Regions from separate parts of the Danio rerio genome. Here region 1 is linked to region 2. The links are chromatin contacts, called in public Hi-C maps. All regions are on one chromosome and are shown on one strand. Each heading gives the region's core, a stretch centred on a gene start, on an enhancer-like site or on the middle of the called end of the contact. The rest is flanking DNA. Distances are from core to core; before and after follow the strand shown.

Region 1 (6,666 bases), core at 1,117-3,616, 690 kb after region 2:
TGATCTGTAAATTCCTGGAAGATATTCAGGACTTCCATCGATGCATTTGCATTCAGAAACAGTGCTTACTGATATAGAGAATAATATCACTGATATTGGAGTAGGCTGCATGAATCTTTTACATGTTCAAAAATGCAACATCATACACTAAAGGAGTTTTCAAATGCGATTCCGGTAGAAAGCTGTGCATTCTTATGGATGTCATGTTTACGGATGCACAACAACACATATTTTAATTAACAATCTGCCATTTTGAACAGATTTAAGGTTTATTATGCCTACAGTGACAGCTCAGTAGGGTTTGGAAAAGAAGCTTATGAATTATGAAATATGAAGTCAGTCGCTGTGTGTAAATAGTCTACTGAATTACATTTACACTCGAATTCTGCACTGACACAAGGTCAGCGAACAACTAATCGGCCAACTGTGCTATTCTAATTACCAGAAAACTTTAAAGAAATCTGCTGAATCAGATTCATGCGTCACTGGACTTTTGCAGGAGTGATAAAACAGTGCACATATTCATCAGAAGAAAAGAACATAAATGGAGTGCAAATACCTGGAGATCAATTAGACGCTGCTTTATGTCATAAAAATCAACCTTGCTGTGGTCAACCATTTTGTTGGCACATTATAACGCTCGATTTTCATTTATTTTGTCAGGTCAGACAGAATGAAAGGACCACGAAGGTAGCCACTTTTAAAAAGCAATTCACTGAAAAATTATGGGCCAATTTTGAATGGTTTTTCTACCTCAGAAAATCACCAGCAGCGAAACAGAAATAACATCCTGGAAAAACTATTTGGGACAAAGCTGAAATAGCACCGTGAATGGTGAGAATAAACAAAGTTTCATTCGCTGAATTCCAATGTGGGACAAAACACTCAATTAGAACACACAACGCTTTTCCTCAAGTAAACACTGACTGCTCCAAACATCACTGTGATTCTTTAGCTGTCAAACCAAACAGGAACACACAGATTCAAAATTAGCTATAACACAAAAGATGACACTAAAAAAACTGAACAACTAAGAACTACTAAGATATAGAGTTTAGTAGCATAATAAGATGCATAATAGACACCTTCAAATATATATAGGCTATGCTCAATGTCAAGTTTAGGCGAAAGAACTTTACATATAGTATATATATAAACTGAAATTCACCTCTGAAAACTGGATTGAGACAGTTTCAATTTAGAACTTCTATGTCAAGCTGCTTTTACACTACATTGTAAAAGCGATATAGAAATAAAGAGGAATTGAATTGAATTGATTTACATATTCATATAATTACAAAAGTGTATTTATTATATTAGGTTTTTTATTGTTTTCTGATGCTTTTTTATGTTCTTCATGGGCGGTGGTGTAACGTAAAATCTACTGTGACATTTTGAATGACAAAATAAAGGAAACTGAAACTGAAAAACTGCAAAATCAACTAAAATACATATTCACAGCAAATTATAATATCAATGTGATCAGGGATGGGCAGTATTTATAATACAAGTGTTTCAAATACAAAATAGTATTTTGTCATTTGTATTTGATAGGGTTGAAGAAAATGTCTTGATATGAAGTATCAAAATACTTAAGTGTCTCATATTTTTGTATTTTCAAAATACTGTAAAATATTGTAATAAAAAGTCTACAGTACATTATGACATCTTAAAATTGAGGCCTCTGACTGGTGCTTTCTCAGCTATTTGCCTATAAACTTCAGATCAGAACAGAAAACTGAACGAATTAAGTGGGAAGAAAATTTGTTATTAAACTGTTTACTTCACTAAGTCAGTTTAATGATGAAGGAATTGATCTAATAGACCTATTGATGGAAAGTTTGCAAAGAAATGTCATGCTACCTTTTAAAATGACTTTGTAGTATTTTTAAAATACAGTAAATACAGTATAAATACACTATCATAATATAATATGTACTAGTACTATAGTAACAGTATCTATCCAAAACAACACAGCAACTGCTTATGCAGCAACATACAAAATATAATAACAACCCCATAGTCTAATAACATCCAAGCTAAAATAATAGTCGCCTGGCAAGTAGCAACCACACAGAACACTCACTCTAATAAGTTAGTAAACACCCTAGAAACAACACAAAAAAACACCGAGATATGAGCTCTAAAACATGGCGTGACTTCCTCCTATTAGCAGGTACGATTTTCATCAAAATCATGGCAGTTTAGGTAAGAGGTCCAAGCAATTGCTAATATGTTTGTTTTGACTAGTGAATAAATGTACATTGGGAAGTTGTTAACGACATCTTACCTTATAAAATGATGTCGTGGTTGCTTACTTTACTGCATTTCCAGCTGTCTTCCCAAAACTTAGTAATTAGTGGCGAAAAACTAAAAAAAGTGGCGCCCTCTGTTGATCCTAAGAAGAAGCACATTAGGGTCGTTTATTTAAAAATGTATTAAAAAATTAAGTAATATTGTTGTAAATACGATGAATAAGCCAATCATTTTACTTCTTTAGACTTCAGTGTTTTAGTAAGGATTGAGGTATTAATTTCGTGGTATAACATTAGCCTTTGATGCTGATAGCTGTTGACTTGCATTTTATAAATCACCAAGTAGACCTATAGACGATTTAATCTAAAAATCTACAATCTATAAAATAAAGAATCACCTGCATCTTAAATGCTTGAGGGTGAGTAATTTAGCAGCATATCCTAAATTTTTGGGTGAACAATTCATTTTGATTGGAAGAAAGATTACGCTATGACATTATTTATCAATCAAACGTTTAGACTGCCTATTAGAAATATTCAGATTGTTCTTTATAACAGCATATGAATTAATACTTAATTTTGTGTAAATACTTGGAAATTAATCTGGCTTCACGTTGCAAATTCTGTGACTTTTTATAAGCCTTTTGTTCATGAACTCATGTACAGTTCAGTTCCATTTGTTAACAACAGTTATTTTAGCTAAAGTCAATGTAATGAAAACTGCAAAAGAATTTATTAATGCTAGATAATATGTAGATGATCGCACTCAAAAGTCATAATTGTTTTATTCAATGAAGTTAATAACAAATTAAAATTCAGTTCAGTTAAGTATTTTTTATTTCAGTTTTTGAAGTTTTCACATGAAATGTCAATTACAACATTCATTTTCTAATTATCCTTCCTTGTCGTTGCTAACACTACCCCGAATAAACACTACCCTCCCTATATCTTCCCATTGAAAAACTAAAACTTAATTAATAATTTAAAAAAATAATTTAAATTAAAAAGCAAAAGAAAAAAACTGAATAATAAATGTTCATATGTTATGGCTCAGTAAAAGAATCAAGTTAGAGTTATCCAGCAGATAATCTAAAAAGGGGCGCCACACCTTGTCAAAGGTCTTTAAAGAACCAGTAAGTGATAGTCTATTTCTTTCTTTCTTTTCGGCTTAGTCCCTTTATTAATCAAGGGTCGCCACAGCAGAATGAACCGCCAACTTATCCAGCATATGTTTTACGCAGGGGATGGCCTTCCAGGTGCAACCCATCACTGGGAAACATCCATACACATTCATTCACACTCATATACTACAGACAATTTAGCTTACCCAATTCACCTATACCATGTCTTTGGACTGTGGGGGAAACCGGAGGACCCGGAGGAAACCTACGCCAACACAGGGAGAACATGCAAACTCCACACAAAAATGCCAACTGACCCAGCCGGGACTCGAACCAGCGACCTTCTTGCTGTAAGGCAATTGTACTACCCACTGCACCACCATGCTGTCCAGTAATAGTCTAATCTTTTCCAATTTAATGCAAGTAAACACTTCTTTCATCCATGCGTAAAAATAAGGTGGAGAGACGTGATTCCACTTTAAAAGGATTAGATGTCTTGCCTGGAAAGTAGTAAAAGCTAAAGCCTTTTGGACAAATAGTAACTGGATGCAGCCTTTATGATGCAAGCTGAGATTGCATCACTCAGCGATGCAATGTCAGACTCAATGCACTCAATGAAGCGAGTGACATCACTGTGATGGGTAGGGTTAGGGGTGGGGTTAGGTGAGCTCATTAAAAATCATTGGATGCAGCTCAGATTGCACTGCACCGAGTCTGCAGTTGGACTCTTTTGGACCATTACTGAAAGGTTAGCATCTACTGCCAACCCAAAAATGACCAGAAAAGCAAATAGTAATAAAAAAAAAAATCAGTTTATAACATAACTTTAATGAGGCTATATCACAATGCTGTTTTAAATGCACTAATGTTTACTAATGGAAACTATCGTAAAGTTTAAACTGTTTAATTTAATTTGGTTGAAACGTTTACTCTGAACATGATCAACCTATACAAGAAAGAAATAAACCAAGTAATTTTTGGTTATTATTGAATTGAATCTTTTTTTAGCTTAGTTTAATATCATGATATTACATCATGACGAAAGCTTTAGCAAATTAATTGTAAACAGGAATATTACCTGCAGAGCCTAGTCTTAAGAATAATAAATGCAATTAATATTATTGTATGTGACCTAAACTAAACCAACAGTTTATGAGTTATTCAGAATTTTGTGTATAAATTTATCTTATTACCTTTATAACTGTCTAATTTATTAAATGGTAGGCTAACAAACACATAACTTCAGCTTCTTTCTTCTCACCGTCATCTTTGGATGGACTTTATGGATGTTTCTCTGTCTAAGATCAGTCAAGACTTTAATCTGATAGCAATTGGACTTTGCTGCCAGAGCAATTTTGTGGTTCTCATGGAGAGGTTTAGCTGTGGCTGAACTAAGTCTGACTGGGTTGACGGCCATACTGTCCCAAAAGACAGCTTGTGTGCAAGTCTCAGTTCCTATCCCAGTGTTTATATAAAACAACATGGGATTAGGGAAACATTAAGGAAGAATATTAAAGAAAGCATATCAAACAGAGACAAAATAAATCATTTACTCAATCTTAAATGGTTTCAAACTATTTTATTTTTATACATTTTTGTGGTTTCCTCTTTTTCTGCTTTACAAAAGAAAGATTTTTTGAAGAATGTTAGAAACTGGTAGCCATTGACTTCTATAGTATATTATAGTATATGATCATATCACCCCAATTTTATCCTCCTTACACTGGCTGCCTGTTAAGTTTCGTATTGAATTTAAAATATTACTTCTCACCTATAAAGCTCTAAATAATCGAGCTCCTGTTTATCTAACCAACCTTCTGTCTCGCTACAATCCAACTCGCTCTTTAAGATCTCAAAACTCAGAACTTCTGGTAGTACCTAGAATAGCAAATTCGAGTAAATGAGGTCGAGCCTTCTCTTTCATGGCTCCTACACTCTGGAATAGCCTTCCTGATAACGTCCGAGGCTCAGACACACTCTCCCAGTTCAAAACTAGATTAAAGACCCATCTGTTTAGTAAAGCATACACTCAATCCATCACCTAGTGGGTTCCAAACAGGCTTCTGCATCTTGCTTATATACACTATGAACAGCAGCTACGCTAATTATTCTCTTTATTCTCTATTTTCACCTGGGGATACTCATCCCGAGGTCCTCAGATTATGCAGAGTCACTGATTGGATCCAAGACCAGCGACGAGATGATCCCAAGGTTTCCATATCCGGGACCAGGCCATATCCTGAGCTGCTGCTGCACTGATGGTCATGGGAAGTGGAGAACATGAGACTGATTCAGCGACGCTCCAGGGACATACGAGTCTTCGCTGAGGCCATCTTCCAGCCCACCGCGGTGACTGAAGCTCTGCACAAGACTTTTGGCCAGCGCAGAAATTAAAATGGTCGTGCCGAACTGAGTCTGGTTCTCTCAAGGTTTTTTTTTCTTCACTCCCATCAGGTGAAGTTTTTTTTCCCTCTCCGCTGTCGCCACTGGCTCGCATGGTTCAGGATTGGTAGAGCTACGCATCGATGAATTTGCTCTTCAGTGTTTGAACTCTCAGTAATGATTAAATCACACTGAACTGAGCTAAACTGAACTAAACTGAACTTAAACACTAAAAACTGAACTACACTGTTCCAGTTACTGAACCACACTGTTCCAGTTACTATGACCATTTATGTGAAGCTGCTTTGACACAATCTACATTGTAAAAGCGCTATACAAATAAAGATTAATTGAATTGAATATAGTAGGACAAAATAAACAAATACCGTACATGTCGATGGCTACAGATTTGAAGCATTCTTTAAGATATCTTGTTATGTGTTTAGCTGTAAAAAAAAAAAAAAAAACTCAAGGTTTGGAACTACTTGAAGGTATTTTGGGTAAACTATCCCTTAAAAAATCTGGTCCCAAACATTTTAAATGTATCTGTAAATTATATATTTTTTAAATGTTTTTCGAACATAAATGCTGTGGAGTAGAGCTTCTTGTGCTTAAAATATATGAAATGATATATATATATATGAAAGGATCACAATACCATACATCCTTGAAGTTTTGGTTTTACGTAGGTGAATGAAGCTGAATAAGCAGGAGTGTCACTCCAGCACCCTTAAATTGCATTTATTTGTGTCATGGATTCTCCAGAAAGCCGATCATGACACACGGCTCAGTTTTACATGCTAAAATGAAGAAAGGCCTACAAAGCTGTTTCATCATCATCATCAGATGAGATTCACAAGTTAATTGCTGTTTCTTCTAAAAAATATATTAATTTTCCTTTCTTATAG
Region 2 (6,164 bases), core at 3,628-6,127:
TGGTCAAAGTCCGGAAAAAAACCTAAATATTGTCAAAACATTCCATATGACCTCAGTGGTTCAATTGTATTCATATGAGGCTCCAAGAATACTTTAGTGTGCCAAAGAAAAACAACAACAACAACATAAAAACAACTTCATTTTTGTCTTCTCTTACTCATGAGCAGTATAACATGAGTCAGCCATGCAACACAAGCATTTTATTTCCCATAGTAAATGCACACCCCTACCTAATGCAAAGTCATTTTAACAGGGTTTATTTTTACTGCACAAAAGTGTTCTTGGAGCTGACTAAAGTCAAATTATGGAGTTGAACCACTGAAGTCACATGAAATGTTTTTGGTTCCTCCAAAGTTCATAACTTTGAGCATCTCGAGCTGTATATGGATAAGAGACTTCTGGGATTTCTACTAAAATATCTTAATTTGTATTCTGAAGGTGTTCTCAGGGGATTAAAATGACAAGAGGGTGAGTAATTAATAACATAATTTTAATTTATTTAATAATTGTCATACCCTTCAACACAGCACCATAGCATTGCCCTACAAAGGCAGAGATTTCACTGGATTTCATGAATCTTTTCACAATATTACTGTACATATACATTTACATTAGTTGTCGAAAGAAATGATAACATATGATCAAGCTTTGTTAACAAAGATTGAGATGCACTATTTTGAGCTCAATTTGAAGCTTACACATTTTACTAGTTTATCTGCTCATGGAATGTTTCAAAATGGATTAATCTGGATATTCTGTAACCTTTACACTTCTTTTTGCCTCTGTTTGGAGTGTGTTGCCACCATAAATAAGTTTATATTTGAAAAATACATTAAAGTTTGTCAGTAAAACCTTGGAAAGCATGTCTTTATACTTTTACTTTCCATTAAAAAAGTTAAAGAGAATTAACAAAATCACAGATAGATCACTTCTTTGACTTTTACAAAACATCACATCCTTTTCATAATTGGGTTGGTAAAAGCTATAGTATGCAATCAATCGTGCACAAAAACATGCACACAAACAAGTGCCTTAAAACTTTTCAAGGTGACAACAACGCTTGCTGGAAAATAAAAGAAAGAAAAAAAAAAACGCTTGATCAATTTTTAATGAAGATTTATTCAGCAGACTTCAAAGGAACAGTTTGGACAATGCGAGGAGTCATTTAATCACTAGCGCAGAGCCTGCAATTAATTCTGCTTGTCTGCTCATTCCTTTCACCTCTGACGGCAAGAGGGCTTCGTTTGTTCATCCTAACCTAAGAGCCTTGTTTGATTGTAGCGATGCACCGAAAGACTCATTAACCCCCAAGAGATCTAAGTGCCAAGTTGTTTTAAGAATATCAGCCGAGTGCTAGCTAATTTAGTGGTTTCTAAATGAGTTCTGGGAATACAGCAACTCATGGATCTAGTGAGACACAAAGAATGTGATCGACTTTAAAACACAATCCCAAATCTTGGAAAATGATCATATCTTGGAACTTGGAAAAGTGTTTTTTTTTTTCTTGATTATAGCCGTAACAACATTGATTAGGCAGTAACTGAGAGCAAAACATGGGCAGTGCTTGCCCTGCATCCTCGTTATGTCGTTTCTATTGGCTTTCTGGCCATTATTAATGTAAATCTATTGCATTTGTAAATCTGGAATAGAAACTACTTTCCAATTAGTTATTTTGTGTTTTTATGTCCGAAATTTTATTTTGCATGATATTGCTATCAAAATATAAAACACATACCCAGGAGACGTGTGGCTTTTGACTTATAACTTTTCTGTATTGCTCCAGGACCAATTTCATATATTTATGAAATAATAAAATCTGGACGAAGCAGTGGCGCAGTAGGTAGTGCTGTCACCTCACAGCAAGAAGGTCGCTGGGTCGAGCCTCGGCTTCGTTGGTGTTTCTGTGTGGAATTTGCATGTTCTCCCTGCGTTCGCGTGGGTTTCCTCAGGGTGCTCCGGTTTCCCCCACAGTCCAAAGACATGCGGTACAGATGAATTGGGTTGGCTAAATTGTCCGTAGTGTATGAGTGTGTGTGTGAATGTGTGTGTGGATGTTTACCAGAGATGGGTTGCAGCTGGAAGGGCATCTGCTGCGTAAAAACTTGCTGGATAAGTTGTGCAAGTTTTTTACACTACTTAAGAATCTATAGGTTTTTTTTGTTTTTGTTTTGAACATTATAAAATCTAGATGCTGGAATAATAAAGCCTAACGTGTCTTCTTTCCAAAGATATATGAACTGTGAAGGTAGACCAAATTACTCAGCAACTGTTACTGTTTTATATTGGGAAGGTAATTTTTAAAATGCCTCTGGCGGTGAGGACAAGTAGGACACCGATATAGTCTCAGAAAACCTTTTACAGAAATCTTATTTTGCATGCTATCTTTATTAAATTTGAAATATAAACTTATGAGAGACTAGGCTTTGTTTGTTTATGAAAAAACAAATATTAAAAACACTACAATTTTTCTTTCTCATTACTTCATAATATATAACTTTTCATATTTTTTTAGCATGAAACTTTCTAGATGGATTCAAAGTGTCTTCTTTCCAATGATATTTAATTTTTGTTTGTAGCTCACTGGGGTCAAGGACTTTTACTATTTAAAGTTAGGTAGGTGTAAATACCCAAAAATGAGTACTGGCTAACACAAGTAACTACTAAAATGAGGGAACAAATTCTTGATTATACACATACTTGTTTTCTAAAAAGCTTCTCAAAATAGTGTAGAAATGACAAGTGTAGTCAAAATGACTGAAAACACCATCCAATTATGGCTACCAGTTGTTTTAAGTTCTTAGACAATATTTGGTTTTATACAAATTAAAATCATTTGGGTACATAGGGACTGAATAAAGTGAGTGAAACACAACATCTGCATAAATCAACAACAAGGGTTTTGGTAAACTAAATGTTGATGATTTAAATTTGCACTAAAATTATATTTCTGATGAGTACAATTAAATTGACATAATTGACATGAATATGACATGATTAAATATCATATTAAATATGACATGATCTTTTCATCAAGATATAAACCATACCAAATAAAGCCAAAACATTTGTATTGCTTCCTGGTGGGTGGCTGCAGCACATATCATAAAAAAATTGTACAAATGTAACAAATACATTTTCAAATGAGCTTTTTCCATAAACGATTTAGATAATTTTAGGTAGTACTTATTTTAATTCACATGCTGAAGTACGTTTATATGTGTATTATGTAAGTTTGACACCCAGCGGTTGAACTTACATTACATTCCTGGATTAAAAAAAACATTGGTTGTCAGATTGAGGACCACCAGAAGCGAGTCTGACAATCGAGCCTAAAGGCTGATTTAAGTCATGTTCTATATAAAAGTAACAGCACACGATAGAGTTTTTGTTCTAACCAACACCTTAAATTAATATATTAGAAATGGCTTGCAGCTGAATAACAGCAAACTGGCAATGCTTACCTCAGGTAAACCTCATGTGCTTTTACTTATGTTAAATGTGTTAAAACCAAAACAAAGACAGATATTCTGGCACGTAACACATTTTCAAAGCAGAAAATCTGACTTCAGCATTGTTTTTCAGATAACCAAGATTGTTCAAGTGGCATGTTTCTTAAATATTTGCAAACATATTATGGTATTTTATGCTTTAGAATTGTCAAAAACTTATACAGAACATTTAAGTGTAAAGTGTTTATTTTTCTAACACGTTTGCTTTTAGTTAATTGTCACATGTGTATTTGCAATTAGGCCGAGAAGGGTATAAATGGAGGTCAGAGCCAGGTTCAAATGGTTTGGTCAGCTCAAAGTGGGTGGGACTTAAGCTCCAAGGGGGCTGAACACACCTCCTGGAGTTTTCATTTATCTTGTACATAACATGGAGTCCAACCTACTGTGTTTTATGAATGTCTACACCTACCCTAACCCTAAACCCAACCCTAGACCCAATCTAACAGTGACCTGTTATGTTTTATTAATGTTTATACAGTACCTACACCACCCCTAAACCCAGCCTAACTGCAGCATAAGTCCCTCCCACCTAGAGGTCTGCAGGAGGCTGCAGTCATACCTACTTGATTGGGCTAACTAGTAAACAAGAACCCTATCTAATTGGTATCGTTTCTAGTGACATCATTGCACAAGGTCACAGCAACCATACTTGGAACATTATGGCTTCAGTTTTAAATAATGAAATGAAATAGACACATTTATGAAAACTAGAGAAATAGTGTTCAAATGGACTCACTTGTTTGTGTAGTGTGCGCTGCTTGGACTCTGGACTGTCCCCTTTGGAGGACGAAGACTGTTGCCTCAGTCTAGTGCCGCTGCTGGGCCAGTCAGGAGACGATGACATCATACTTCCACTGGAGGGCCGTGGATAGGGAGCAGTGTTGAGCATGTTTGGTGGAGTGCGGCCTCTTGTAATGGCTGGAGGTGGTTGGTCTATCCGGCGCTGCGGGCCAGCACTGTTCTGCCGCGGTACATTGGTCTGGTGTTGGGTCTCTGTAAGTGACAGCTGTCGACGTGTAAACTCTCCAGGACGTTGAATAAATTCATCCCCACTACTGCCCCCTCCGCCGCTCGCCCCTGTGCTGGACTGGCTTATAAACGGGTGCTTTGGCCCCGCGGTAGCTGCTTCCTCTGCATTGCTGCTGATGGAACTCTGGCATTCAGATCCTGAATCGGCCACTGCACGGGGTGACACAGGCAATCCGGCGGCCATCTGGTACACAGGGTTCTGGAAGGAGAGCGGGGCAAGCAGCTGGGACCTTCCTGGGGCAGACTCTGTGCTCGGGGTGGTGGGGGTCTGACCTGCTCTCCTCAGGGTTGGACCACTGGGCGTGTTGCCCTTTATGGTGCGGGTGGTCCACATTCCTGCGCTCTGGCCAGCAGACGCCTGGCTGTCGTTGATGGGGTCACTGAAGGAGGTGTTGGCAGCGCTCTCTAGAGAACGGCTGTCCTGCAGGTCCACCATTGACAAGCTCTTGCTACCGTTGGGGATCTGAACATCTGGCTCGTTGGCCTCGGAGTAACTGGAGCTGCGGGCGGGTGACGGCTGAATCACAGAATTCCTTGTGACAAAGAACAGGTCCTTGTTTTCGGGGGTCGGCGAGGGCAGTCGAGTGAAATCCACCAGCCTGTCCAAAAGATGACAGGACAAAATGAAGATCACAGCTGTTTTTTTATTATTCAAATTAAACTCATTATCTAGCTCAGGGGTGTCCAATTATTCTCCTGGAAGGTCAATGCCCTGCAGAGTTCTGCTCCAATCAAATTATCTACAAGTTTCTGTTGTGTCTAAAGACCTTGGTCACGTGGTTTAGGATTTGTTTCAGTTTGGTAGGAGCTAAACTCTGCAGGGCTGCTAGGTCAGAAATCACATATTGCACTTGCTTACTAGGCTTCTCTCAAAATTTCTTGCTGTGATTAATTGCTTAAACTTTTGTCATGATACATGGTATCATCAATATATTGAGCTGCAAAAAAGATTACTTTAACAGGCAGAATAACCTAAAATACCTACTGTTTTACTTTAAAGCAGAGATGCCTAAAGTTGGCCCATGGTAACCTTTGATTTGGCCCACCCTCCCATCAGAAAAGAGTGGGAGCAGGGATGGGAATGTGGAATGGAAGGTGGTTTGACAGAGATTGTAAGATTAACGTTGACAAATTCAACGTAAATTTTTGTTTGTTTGTTTTGTGACTGAACAATAAAACAATAAAAAGCCAACTGAAATGAAATGTTTCAAATAAATGTTATAAATGAATCAGACTTTTAAAATGTGAATACTGTCACTTGTCAAATAGAGGACAATGCACAAGACATCTGCGAGCAAATCAAGGCAAAGCCAAGAGCAGCTCGACTATATTAAACATTGAATTGCATTGTGTTATAAATGTGATTGTTTATTTTTTATTTTTTTCTACTTTTCTGGTAATTTTTAATATTAGCTAATAAATTAGGAAATTACCCTTGGCAAACTTAATGTAATATATATATATATATATATATATATATATATATATATATATATATATATATATATATATATATATATATATATATATATATATATATACATACATACATACACACATATATATATATATATATATATATATATACATACATACATACACACATATATATATATATATATATAT

What was found. A called contact is a pair of places that touch in the nucleus more often than the background predicts.
Region 1: a Hi-C map of embryo shows a contact between it and region 2, with 4 times the contacts expected there. The contact joins the promoter of fibcd1a here to the enhancer-like site in region 2. A contact is called at or near these places in 3 of 18 Hi-C or Micro-C datasets (caudal fin, embryo and hematopoietic stem cells).

What each region holds. Positions count from the first base shown.
Region 1 is chr8:14,413,416-14,420,081 of GRCz12tu, forward strand. fibcd1a (fibrinogen C domain containing 1a) reads right to left here and starts at 2,367. Exons shown (of 10, transcript XM_073910115.1): 1 at 2,291-2,367.
Region 2 is chr8:13,722,889-13,729,052 of GRCz12tu, forward strand. It overlaps dab2ipa (DAB2 interacting protein a), which reads right to left. Exons shown (of 18, transcript XM_017357419.4): 14 at 4,246-5,137. Among named protein-coding and RNA genes, the nearest start is that of endog, 30 kb to the left of the region's middle. Within about 2 kb of position 4,878, at least 3 of the 62 cell types and tissues checked have an H3K27ac peak or open chromatin away from gene starts, as enhancers often do.